Linked DNA regions of Mus musculus: region 2 is linked to region 1. The links are chromatin contacts, called in public promoter capture Hi-C maps. All regions are on one chromosome and are shown on one strand. The core of a region is the stretch at or near the end of the contact, and the rest is flanking DNA. Distances in the headings are between cores, read along the strand shown.

Region 1 (6,120 bases), core at 2,481-4,980:
GAGGCTTCCAGGCTACATGAAAGCACTATTGGTCACTTTCTAACCCCCCTCCCAGCACCCTCAACTCCACAGCTCCAGGACCCACTTGACTCCTCAGGGCAGGACCTAGGTATCTACAGAAAGGTGTGTTCAGGCTAAGAAAATTATCAGCTGCTCCTTCAGTGAACAAATATAAACACTAGTAGGACCTATGCCCCATGATTTTCTGTCCTACTGTGGCCTCTTACTACCCACCGTCCCCCTCCACCCACCCTTACCCTCTAGAGCATGAGGGAAAGAAAGAGGTACTCATTGCTTCTTTCTCATGTGTGTTTATTGAGCGCCGACAGAGCCCGTGGTACTGTGCTCAGGATTCAGAGCCACAGTCTAGTCAGAACGAGACCAGAGCTAGTCCACAGAATGTTTCATAGCTGTGTAACATCTGTTACGGGATCAGGATGGGGAAAACTAATCACGAAACAAATTCCTATTCAAAAGCAACAGAACCTCCTCTGAGAGTAATATAGATTCTAGGCACACATACTCACCACACACACACACACACACACACACACACACACACACCCTCAGAATGAACACCCAACTATGCCCACTTAGTTGTATATGCATGCATATACAGATGTTGGTGGGCAAGTAAATTAATATATATGCTGTACACACACACACTGGCACACGCACACACATACACTCTCACACAAACCACCACACAGACAGAAAATCTGGCTTATGCTATCAAAGACACTATGTCTCCAGGTTCTAGCGGAAGTAACCTGTCCTAGATGTCTGCAGCATGCAAAACTTGAAAGATCCAGAGAGTCAGTTTAGGAGAACAATGGGGGCACATGGGTATGCTTCCATCCTCAGAGCCCCAGCCATAGCACGGAAGGCAACAACAAAGCCTTTGTGAAGGGCTCCAGGGGCAGAGCAGAGGACCTGGAGGCTCCCTGTGATGGCGGGGGCCCAGGAGAGCCCTGGGCAAGTTCGCCAATCTTCAAGGCAGAGTGGAAAGCTCTGGTTGGTGTGGTCCTCCTAACAGTATTCCTTGGGGCAGCGTGGCAGACTGAAGTGAGTGCCTCTTCTTGCTCGCTCTCCGCAGCTTCCCACGTATGCTAACGCATTTTGTAGTCATTAGATACAGATGTTTCACACAGCTGTCCCTTAAAATCCAAGTCTACTGTGAAATCGAGGTCTCGCTATGAGGAAAGAGCAAAGGGTCACAGAATGAGTCTGGGTAGGAGATTGTAGCCCTTCCCAGGCACAGAACTTCTCATGGTGCCATGGGGATAGGTAGCCACGGGAGTTCTAGCTAGGGGGACTCCAAGACCAGTCCTCAGGAAACCATTCTGGTACCCCATTATCCTCACAGAAAGGGCTCTGATAGCTAACCTAAGCCTTCCTGTCCTCACATGAAAGCAGTCCTGGCTTTTATCCAGGCAGTAACTGAGGTCGGTGGGTCTTCCTTGATATTACCCTCAACCACCCTGCAGACCTTCAGCATCTGTGCAGAAACAGGGGCATCTCAGAAAGGTCCCACCAGGTCAGCTGGAGAAATAAACCAGACACTTGCTTTTCCTGGCTCAACTCACCCTAAATGAAGCAGAACCCATTTATACAACATCCATTCTCAAAGGCTCTCCTGGGAGCTTCCAGGAGCTGTCCTCAAGGTTGAGGTCGGAGTCTAGGAAGCCTCTAGCCATTGGAGTTTGGAAGAGTCAAAGTTGAAGTCACCCAATTAGGCCTTGGTCACCTGCAAACACAGCTGCTGTCTGCCTCCCCTAGAAGTTGGTCCATTTGTACACACGGCATTAGACTAGGTGGGTGACTTCTGAGAGCTCCCTAAGAGTCAACTCTGTGTTTCCCTTGGCCCTGGCCATGCAGGGATTCCTAGACTCACCACATTTTTGGCATTTGGCTTCATGGATATGGTCCCGTAGATTTCCTCCCCTCTCCGGACAGTGAGGTAGTCTTCTAAGTAGAAGACAGTCTGCTTCCAGTGGGTGTAGGGGGCATCAGGGGCTGGAGGTGGATGAGAGAGAGGGAGAGAGAGAGAGAGAGAGAGAGAGAGAGAGACAGAGAGACAGAGAGACAGAGAGACAGAGAGACAGAGACAGAGACAGACAGAGACAGACAGAGACAGAGAGACAGAGATGAACAAGAGTCAGTTGAAGCCAAGAACCTAGGCCTCTGATTTCTGCTCACATCCCAACACTCAGGGCTCAGGTCCAAGACCCAGAATTCTCGACTCAGCCCAATGTCTGACCTCCCATCCCAACCCTAGTCCGACAGACAGAACTCGTGATCTTACTGAGGGGTCAGAGAAGAGACAGCTGGTATTCTTGAAGCTCCCTCAACAACTAACCTCATTAGCATAAGCAAACCTCCTCCCTGTGCTCCTGTGTTAGTAGAGAATCAGAGTGTGAGATGTACAGAGCAGGCCATCCTGTCTCCATCATTTTAGACTTATGACATCATTGGTGCTAACTCTACAGCTCAGCCCGTTTCCCAGCTTTACTGACACTCCCTTTCTTACCCTTCCCTCCTTCAGATAGCCTCCCTTGCCTGTGAGCTTGCCCTGTGTGGTACCCAGCACCTTGATCCAGTCCTGGTATAAGATTCCAGCCCTGCCTTCCCAACAGTACCAGAAAGAAATGGGAGCAGGGGAAGTCTTACTTCAGAGATCACCCCTCCTGCATAATTCAAGACCATTATGATGTGCGCACCTCTGTGTTATTTATCACTAAATTCCATGTAGTTTCCAGCTAACTGGGAGGGTCCTGTGTCCTGGGATGTAGCCCTTCTCTCGGGCAGTGACTGCCTGAAGAGTACTCTTCCTTTCCTACTCACAACATCCTCTTCCTTCAAGGCCAGCCTTCCTGGACCACTCCAACCTAAATCCAGCACTCCAAGGACATCCAGAATTGATGTCATCACAATGTCTGGTCAGCTTCAGAGTAAAGGTCTTCCTCTCAATTGTTTGCATCCTCTGTAGGCTCCTAGAGAGTGGGGCCAGGCCAGCCTTGCTTAGCACTGCTAAGCTCTCTCCACGTTAAATCTAGAAGCACTGAGCCTAGTGGCAAGTGGACAGTGTCAAGAGCCCAAAGCTCAGTACCCCATGATGTGTGATGTGCCCAAAGATGCTCAACTGAAACCTGTGGGCTGCAGAAGCCTCACTTTATAGTGAACTCCTCTTGGCTTAGACCGTTGTCTTCCCCCAGTGGACTTTTCTTCTTGCTTAAAACCAACATGAACAGCAACAGGAGTTGGGAAGGACAGGGGTGCCCTTCAGGCACATCAGAGACTGTTGCATAGGAGATTTATATGTGCCTTAGACGTGGCTTTGGGAATTACTAGGACCCAGAAGTCCGAGTGCAGGAAGAACTGGGGCTGCCTCACAGTCGTAGGAACTGAATTACTGGCTCCTTCCCAGGTGTTGAGGACACCACTGAAAATAAGTTCAACTGTCATGCGTCAAGTCAGTTGGGGTGACCTCAGAGATCTTTCAAAAACCCCAAGATCTATTTTAATGACAGCAAAGAGGCCTTTCCCCCTCCCCCGCCCCTTGTTGTTTGCAATGAGCTAGCTTGATCAAATGTCAGTGGTCAGAGAGAGGCTAGAGCAGACTTCAGTGTGTGCATTTGGGAATCAATGAAAACTCAAGGTCACAGGACAGAGCATCTGGAGGGGGAGTGGAGGGATGAGATGCCACACACAGCTTGTGCTTTGCAGAGGCTTGGGCCTCAAGCCCACCTAGCACCCAGCCTGCAAGGCGTGTGCTGCTGACGGCAGACCACCTGCTCTCAGCACGCCTGCTGCCAATTACCTCTAAATAAACTGTCAAAAGACAAGTTCTGGCTGTGAGTGCGGGAATGCGGAGTGTGACTGACAGCATCCTCGCCCCCATCTCCACCTCCGCCCACTCAGGCAGGTGTCTCTCCTGTTCCTAAAGACCTTCAGTGAAGGGGAGTCAAACTGCCTTCTCTCTCATCCAATAAGAAACCTTCCAGCTTCATTGGCTTAGATCTGCTGGCCAGCGAGGCCAGTCTGCCTCCAGTGAGTGGCCCCAAAGCATACATGCCATCCCTGGGTAGCAGAAACATTGTTTCAAAAGATTAAGAACCTCCTCCAAGCATATCATTTTCATAGTGGAGCCAGTGGCCACAGTTTGTCTCAGGGTTTCTCTTCTGAGTTTTCCACCGTGTCCCATAGAAACAGAAGAATTTAAAGGCTTGCATCCTATCTCTATCATTTGTAGATTTATGGCATGATATTTATCCCCTGTGGTGTCGTATGGGTAAGATAGCCAGTGAAGAGTGACCATATATCCCTCTATGCTTGTGGACATGGTTCCTCTCTGTTCGTGCAGTACTGTAATTCCTAGATCTCCTAGATCCACTTTGCATTTTTAATTCAATAATTCAGGGAAGGTGGGACACACAGGGGACAGATATGGCAAGACAGAATACCTGCCCCCGTAGCTAAAATGGCTGTCTTCTTTTGTGGGAAGAACAAAAGGGCCTGGTCCTAGAGTCTTCCTTGCCGCAGGTTTGTACTCTGACCCTGAAACTCCCGTGCCACCAGGAGTCAGCTAGCAATGCTGGAAGCCTCCTCAGCATGAAGGATAAGCAAGCCTCCTCCATATGCTCCTGTGTTAGTACAGTAAAGACTGGGAATGTGGGATACATAGAGCAGACAGACCATCCTGTCTCCATCATTTGTAGACTTAAGACATGATATTGGAGATGGTGAAGAGGGACTAGACATCCCTCTGTGCCTGCGGACATGGCTCCTGTCTGTTTATGAAGCACAGTCATCCCTAGATCTCCCCTTGGCTTGCCAAAACATCCCTCATTGAAAGCTGAATCATAGGGACACTCCACTTACAACCTATTAGTTATAACAAAGCCACACTAGGGACCTGCTAAGCCATGGCAGCTGGTGGTGCATTATCACATGAAGCGTCCGTCCGGAGGGATGCCCTCAAAGACACACTGCCTGACTCTGGTGCCCTGGAACATGCAGGTTATAACTGGAATGCTGCAGTATGCAGGGTGGCACTCATGTTGTGCCGTGAAGATGAGGCTATGCACAATGGCTCTAGCTCTCTTTATTGGTGATTAAGCTTTCCTCCCTCCCCAGCCCAAACCCACAATCCAGGATGGCACAGCTTTGAGTCATTATGAGGACGAGTTCCTCTCGGGAAGATTCTGGGTGTCAGCCCAGCCACCCTGCTTGTAGATTACTGAGGACTTCCACTCTGCCTTTTTGGGGTGAACATGATTAATACCATCTGCAGTGCTGCCGATATGAGAACAGGCGTTCAAAGGTCTTTGGATGTCAGTTATGTGCCAGGCGTCGCTCTGAATTTGTCCAACAATGCTCAAGGTGAGCCCAGCTTCACATGCCCACCCCGTCCTTCCTGAAGATCCTAGACTCTTAGAAGGCCTTAAGTAGTGGACAGTGCAAGCAGAGCTTTGGGATCTCTGGTCTTGGGTGAGGAGGGACAGCAGGGAATCATGGGAGCCAGTGAGAGTGGCCTCTCTTAAGGTTCTCCTCCTGTATGTTGAGGAAGAGAAGTGTGCCTCCTGTTTCACTCCCAAGGGGCCAAGTGATTAGTATTTTTGTTCGTAGGATATAATAATTGTTCTGGCTGCGCATTTAGAGCTGCATTGTCTAGTGAACATTTTGGAAATTAAAGACTGTGTACTGAGAGGCTGCTTTGACCTGGAAAATGACTCAGTGCCACGGGGTGGTAAATCTGGGAGAAGCTGCTCGAGACCCACAAAGTCTCCAGCTCAAGGTCGTTTCTGGTGCTGATCATCCTACCTTGGAAAAACTAATGTCTGGAGTCAGTTTCTTTTAGGGCCACTGCTTCCACCCACCCCACAGCCATCCTGGACTGTATGGCAGCACCAGATCTCCTCCCACGGCCACATAGTAGGAGTTCAAGGGGACAGGGACAGCTGTGTTCCTAGCTGGCAGAGCCTGGAGCCTTGGGTGCTTCTGCCGTGTGAGATAGCTTCTGCCTGGTGCTGTAAAGCAGCCAGAACCATTAGCGGGCATCATTTTCGAGCTACACAGTATGTGATTTGCTGTTTTGAGTGGGTCCCCCAGAGCTGGCTG
Region 2 (6,120 bases), core at 1,429-3,928, 77 kb after region 1:
CTAAGGGGTCTAAGACCAGCTGGGTTCTCTCTCTCTCTCTCTCTCTCTCTCTCTCTCTCTCTCTCTCTCTCTCTCTCTCTCTCTCTTCCTCCCTCCCTCCCTCCCCACTCCGTCGTCCTCCCCCCCCCCCTCCGCCCCTGCCACCACCGCTTCTACTGCTGTTTTCATTGATGCCTTGAGCAGAGCTGGCATGTGCGACTGCTGAGAAGGGGGAGCTCAGAGCAGCGGGGGAAGCGAGTAAAAATAGCCTGTCGCGCGTCGCTCTGCCTGCTCCGGACGCCTTTAACCCTCACCGAGGTGGAGAGAGCCGCAGCCGCCACTGCACACTGCGGAACGTGGCCCGGGTCTGCACTAGACCCCACACGCCAGTCCGGGTGATTGTGGACGAGGACCCACGAAAACTTTTTTTATTTTTATTTTCTATTTTTTTTTAAGACAAGTGAAGATGAGGTGGGATAGGGAAAAAGCAGGGAAGAGCTATAGCTACTGGGTTGCAGGGACTGCTACAAGCTGGCTGGCCCAACACTTCACCAGTGCGCGGCCTTGAGACTCCAAGCTATTTTTAGAAACCTGTTCCGCGGGTGGGCGATCAGAGGGCGGAGGGGGAGGGGAATGCTGAGCGTCTGGTGCTATTACTCGGTTTCAAAGACTCTGCTCCCAGGTTGGGGTGGGGAAGAGGATGGTCCAAGGAACGACATGCAGAATGGCTTTGCCCTAACTCAAGGAGAAGACATTAACTGCTGTATGCCCCTCATCTTCCAGCCCCAGATCGTGTTTGTTTCAAAATCGACAGTTGCCAGAAGCATGCTGCCTCTAGTGTCCAAGGAATGGGTATTCTTAAGCTTTGCTGCCTATACCGTGAGGCGGGGAATGAGTTGTGACCTCTAGGAAAGAAGGCCGGGAAAGGTCTTCACGTTGTTTTTGCTTTCCCGCAAGGCCTGGACAGTCTCCGCGCCACACCCCCATCTCAGCCCCACGCTGCATATGGGTTACCGTATGTGAAATGTACGGCAGCCCCACCAGACACTGGGCTATTAATAGAGCCCCGGAGTTTGCTCTGTGTCTTTTTCCTGCCACCGAATAAGGGATGATCACACACACGCCCCACTCCACCCCCACCTCGGCGCACAGTTCCTCTGTGAAGGTAAGGGGGCTGCCCATGCCGATCCCCTCCATGACTACAGGTGCCCAAAACCAGGGAAAAATCCCATTGTGATGACAGCTGGGTCAGAGCGAGGCGAAAGAACACACTTGCTCGGGACGCAAAGACCCGCTGGGCTCTCTGCAGCTCAAGGCCAACTCCGGAGTAGAGAAAGGGCAGATACGGGGCGGCCGTAAGGACTGCCGAAGACGGAGGGCAAGAGTATCATTTGCGGAGCTAGAGCGGCCTCCTTAAAAGCTGCTGCGGGACAAGTGGCCGCAGACCGGTTTCGCGCTGCAGCCCAGGGCGCACAACCCCCGCTGCTTGTGCGGGCTAAGCTGCGGCAGGCGCGGGCGCTGTCCCTGGTGCTGAATGGGGCCGCGGTCGGTGCGCCCTCCCAGGGTTCCGCTCTCCCTCGGCGCCTTAAGCACCCTAGGACTGCAGACCTCCGGCCCAGCTGTGGACTGGGGACTGCGGGGGAGGTCAGGTGCAGGTGCTTAGTACTGCCACCAGGTCGGCCCCCTAAGGCCGGGAGCTCTCCGCGGTGTTGCAGGGACCCATAGCTTGGGGACCACCTCGAGCTTGAAGGGTAAAGCCCAGGTAGCGGTGGGAGATAATCGGTGCACTGCAGGGAGCAAACCTGGCCCTAATATAACCCACTCCAGCTCTTCGTAAAGCCGGGATCCGGGATCACTATCGGAATCCTGTGCACAGGGGCAGGGGAGCCGGGCTGCCCAAGGTTTGGGACTTAGGGGAACAGGAAGGGAGCAGAGGGTGGCAGGAGAGGGTGATGGGGCTGAAAATTTAGATTTTCAAGGGGGAAAGGAACTGAGACGTGCACCGTCGCCCCCCACACACACTCCTACACTTCTCTCTCTCTCTCTCTCTCTCTCTCTCTCTCTCTCTCTCTCTCTCTCTCTCTCGGCAGGGACAAGCGGGATGGGGAAAGTTTGGCACCACGGCGTTGGTGGTGGCAGCAAGCAGCGGCGGCACACAGGGGTCCCAGTGGGAGGCAGGGTCGCTGAAAACCCCGGCCCGGTCGCCTCCTTACCTCGGTGCTTTCGACTGCATTCTCCGCCATTTTCCTCCGGAGGAGCAGGCAGCGGGAGGAGTGTTTCATGCCCATAAGAGCCAACAAGGGTTTGGGGATTCGAGATAGTAAAGAACGAGAGACGGCTGATGTGGCTTTAAAAGAGAGCCTAAGAATGCAAGAGGAGGGGGGAAAAAATCCCAGCCAGCCCCTCTCCCGGAGCGTCCTCCGCGACAATCGAGCTCTGTGGAGTCCCTCCTGCGGTCGCCACTTTGTTCACGTTTCCTCGCTCTTCATCTGCCTCGCATCCCTTCGCACACTTGCAAGTTCTGGTCGCGCTCACGACCCCCTCCGCGCCCCTCTCCCCTGCGCGGCGGGCTGGGCGGGAGGGAGGGAGGCGGCCCCGCGGGCTCGCCGGCAGAGGCAGCGGCTCCGAAGTCCGGCAGGCGGGAGGCGGACGGCAACTCTCCCAACTTCTGCCGATCGCTGGGCGAAGCAACACGCGTCCTGCTCGGCGCTCCCGGGGGCTGAGCCGGTGAGTGGGGGCGGGGTGGGAGGTGCGCGGGAGCGAGCGGGTGGCGGGGCGCTGACGGCGGAGACCCCCAGCCCGCCCCCGTGCCCGGGACCGCGGGGTCTGGGGGCCGCCTGCGCTCCGCTGCGCTCCTGGCGCGGCGCACACCTGGCGCGGGGGCTAGGGCTGCGCGCACGCTGCGGGGCCGCGCGCCAGGCTCCGGGAAGCAGGCGTCCACGAGGCTGCTGGAGGGTCTCAGCCCAGTGCAAGTCCTTCTAACGAGGGCAAGCACCGGACAAGACTCAGCCACGGTTACCAAATGTCTACGCCCCTCACCCCTCCCCAGCCCCCCCACCCGGTCGATTCCTGGATCCTTCCTGCGCGGATTACTGTTTGGGGCATGAACAGGGTGGGTGTCTGGATGGGAGGGGGAAGTCCTCAACTCCTTCAACTCTAGGTCCTCTCTATCTAGCTTTTCTTCACCCTCAGGACCCAAGACCAGAAGGCCTTCAAACCCCTCTCAGGAGGACCGGGTTGAAGTGAAGGTGGCTGCCTGAGGTGGCTTGGGAAAACAACCAGGAACAAATCAATAAAAGGGTCCGCGGTCTAGCTCCCCTACCCCTGTCTAGCCTGTCAGCCCCCACTCCCGGGGGGACACACATCTCTCCCCCTCCCCTACAGCCCCTCCCCCACCTTCACCCTCTCCTGACGTCCCTTTTATGGGAGAGAGCCGTGAGGATGTCACGTACCCATTAGGATTCTCTCGATCCTTTTTTAAGGGAGAGTTTGGGCGGCAGCGGGGGGTGTGAATTTTTATACAATGCATTCCTGTCTTCACTTTGAGAGCTTTTTTTCTCTCTTTCGGGCCATCTGTCAGGCATTGAGGGATAGAACAATGGGGGAGGGAGGCCATACTCAGGACTCTGTAGCTGGCTATCTCCGGGAAAGCTGAACCTTCAGGCTTTCTGGCCCACAGGTCAAGGTCAGGGACCGCACAGATGTGCCAGGAGCTTTCTTCCCGCTTCATCTCAGTCCTTAGTTGAGTTATTTAAACCAATCGCCCTGTTTAGTCTGATCATAGCCTTTGATAGCCAAGAAGTGTAAGAGTGACTGTCCTCAACTAACCCAGGTTCATTGAGGAAAAGGGCCAAAACCCAGCTCGGCTCACGGTGATAGATACTTCTATCAGACCAAGATCCTCAGGCAAAGAGAAGAGACATGGCCGTGAGCAGAGGTGAGGAGTAAAAAACGGGAAGAGGAGGGAGATGAGAAGGATTAAAGAAAATATAGCAAGAAGCTTGGGTTAACCGCACTGATAATCCCAAAACAAGAGTAAATTCCCCTCAACCTTCTCAAACCACAGACCTGAATTCGAGTTGGGCATGAATGAGCAGTCTTTGGCAATGCCTGATCCTTCTTCACTCCCATCCTGCCATCCTGCCATCCTGCCACACACAGTATGGAGGAGGGGACATAACTGCATCTAAAAAATGACTTTTACCTCCTGCTTTTCTTCCCCTACTCGTCTTCTCTCAGATAAGGCTCTGAGATGCTGGATCAAAAGAGGCTTAGTACGTATGCAATCAAATAAGACTAGAATAGCAAGATTCCCCACCCACACGTTGGTCCAGTCCTCTTACAGGTAAGGACTCCGGATGAAAGAGAAGGGGGCAATTGTCTAAGGTCCCTCGACAAGCTGCAGGAGCTTCAGTAAACCAGCTCCCCAGCCTCTTGACTTCCAACCCAACCCTGTCCCCACCCCACACTCCTTCTGCTTGTTCATCCATTCTGTGACTAACAGGGGAGGAGGGGAGCTGAAACAGGCTCCCACCGAAATAGGCTGCTGTTGTGCGTGATTATGTTGCTATGAGAACCTCAGTGGGGGTGTTTCCTCAGTTCTCTGTTGAAATCTTTTTACTGTGCTTGGCTTCTCCCCAAGTACAGACACAGCTCCTGTTGGAATGGGAAAGGGACATGGAGAGCTGTGTTTTTACAGCAAGAGTTTGCTATGCCAACTCAAAGGCAGCCTGGGGCACAGAGGTATCTAGGCCACTAAGGTTGCTCTGCAGCGACCTGAGGAAAGCATGGTGACCTATCACAGGTGATGCTCCGACCCTCCTCGAACACTCTTGGATCTGAGATTTGGTCCCTGCTGTGCACCCACCTAATTACAAACTCACAAATCATTGAAAGGTAGAGTTTGGGGAGCCGTGTTACTCTTGAATGTTGCAGGTAAAAATGTAGAGGCTCAGGCCTCCATGTGCACGTGCGCGCACGCGCGCGCACACACACACACACACACACATGTATGCCCATACAAACATACAAGAATTACCTGAAGACTCACCTCCCGGGATTGTGAAAAATCCATGATGTATGAAAAACACACAGTAGGACTATTAGAAGCCAGCCCTTTTCTGTCTCTTTTGCATGAGTATCAGAATATTCTCTTATCAAGTTAGCTTAATTAATTATCTCAATTAATCCACATGATCCTCACTGGGCATCTTTTAGTGCTTCGTTCATAGCAGGAACTGGGCTTAACAAGGCGACAGAACACATCAGACTGTGACAAGTTCTCAATCTTTCATCACCGTGACTGTGAAGGGCAGAATGGAAGGCTGTTGGAGAGAGTTTAGTGACAAGTGCGAAGACAGAGGATGATAAAGGGGTTCAGCATTTGTCATGGTGTGCGTTTGATGTGTCCTGTGGCCAAGTGGTCCCCAAGATCCATTAGCTCGTTCCCCTTGCACTAGGCCTTCAACGGAACAGGCTGTGTTGAATGGCACACTTAATGGGCTCTGAACAAGGCTGACCCGATGGCAAGAGTACAAATATTATGCGAACATTTGCTGTGACTCGTCCTGTAGCCTGAGTCCAGCTTCACAGAGGGCTTTCCGCCTGCTGCAGTCTGCATCTGCACACCGTTCCAGTTGCTGTCCTTTTGGCTACTTTTTGAGATTTTGTGTTCTCCATGAACACAACACAGAGAAGATTCCCCCAAACAGACAAAACTCAAAAAATACTGCCCTCAGAATACAGTCAAGATGGAAGTCCGGGTTGCCTGACTCCATATACAACTCTAGGAGAAGGTAAATCAGCTTAAAGAACAGGACAATGGCTCTCAACCTTGGCTGCATGACAGAACCACCTGGGAGATTTAAACACACCAACGTTTGGTTTCCTCCTTCGGGGATCAGGGCATCAAGAGTTTTTAAGAGTTTAATTCTAGTGGAGTGCCATGTTTAGGACAAACATTCACAGATATTTGAGGACAGGAACTGTAGATGGTCTCTGAGGTACAGAAAAGATCCTTCCCACCACAGGGGCTACCCCACTATTGGAAGATCTGCCTCTAGCACACATACCTTCATGTTTTCCTCCAGTGCTGAGTTCCAGCCAGAGGAGGTGCTAGATCGGCACTCTACCACTAAGCCA

Evidence for each region. Promoter capture Hi-C pulls out the DNA fragments that hold promoters and counts their contacts.
Region 2: a promoter capture Hi-C map of hippocampal neurons shows a contact between it and region 1, with 6 times the contacts expected there. The contact joins the promoter of Prmt8 here to the enhancer-like site in region 1. A contact is called at or near these places in 3 of 39 promoter capture datasets (cranial neural crest, hippocampal neurons and second pharyngeal arch cranial neural crest), 4 of 484 Hi-C or Micro-C datasets (cerebellar granule neurons, cerebral cortex and embryonic stem cells), 12 of 115 datasets of contacts at active chromatin or transcription factors (VIP interneurons, craniofacial prominence, differentiating embryonic stem cells and 7 more) and 2 of 9 other capture datasets (adipose tissue and liver).

Annotation. Positions count from the first base shown.
Region 1 is chr6:127,688,716-127,694,835 of GRCm38.p6, forward strand. Prmt8 (protein arginine N-methyltransferase 8) reads right to left here. Exons shown (of 10, transcript NM_201371.2): 9 at 1,895-2,016; 10 at 294-1,193. The coding sequence ends at 1,110. Among named protein-coding and RNA genes, the nearest start is that of Gm38900, 35 kb to the right of the region's middle. Within about 2 kb of position 3,731, at least 12 of the 459 cell types and tissues checked have an H3K27ac peak or open chromatin away from gene starts, as enhancers often do. A contact at or near this core is called in VIP interneurons, cerebral cortex and hippocampal neurons, where this site is marked.
Region 2 is chr6:127,766,481-127,772,600 of GRCm38.p6, forward strand. It overlaps Prmt8 (protein arginine N-methyltransferase 8), which reads right to left and starts at 2,679. Exons shown (of 10, transcript NM_201371.2): 1 at 2,193-2,679. The coding sequence starts at 2,267.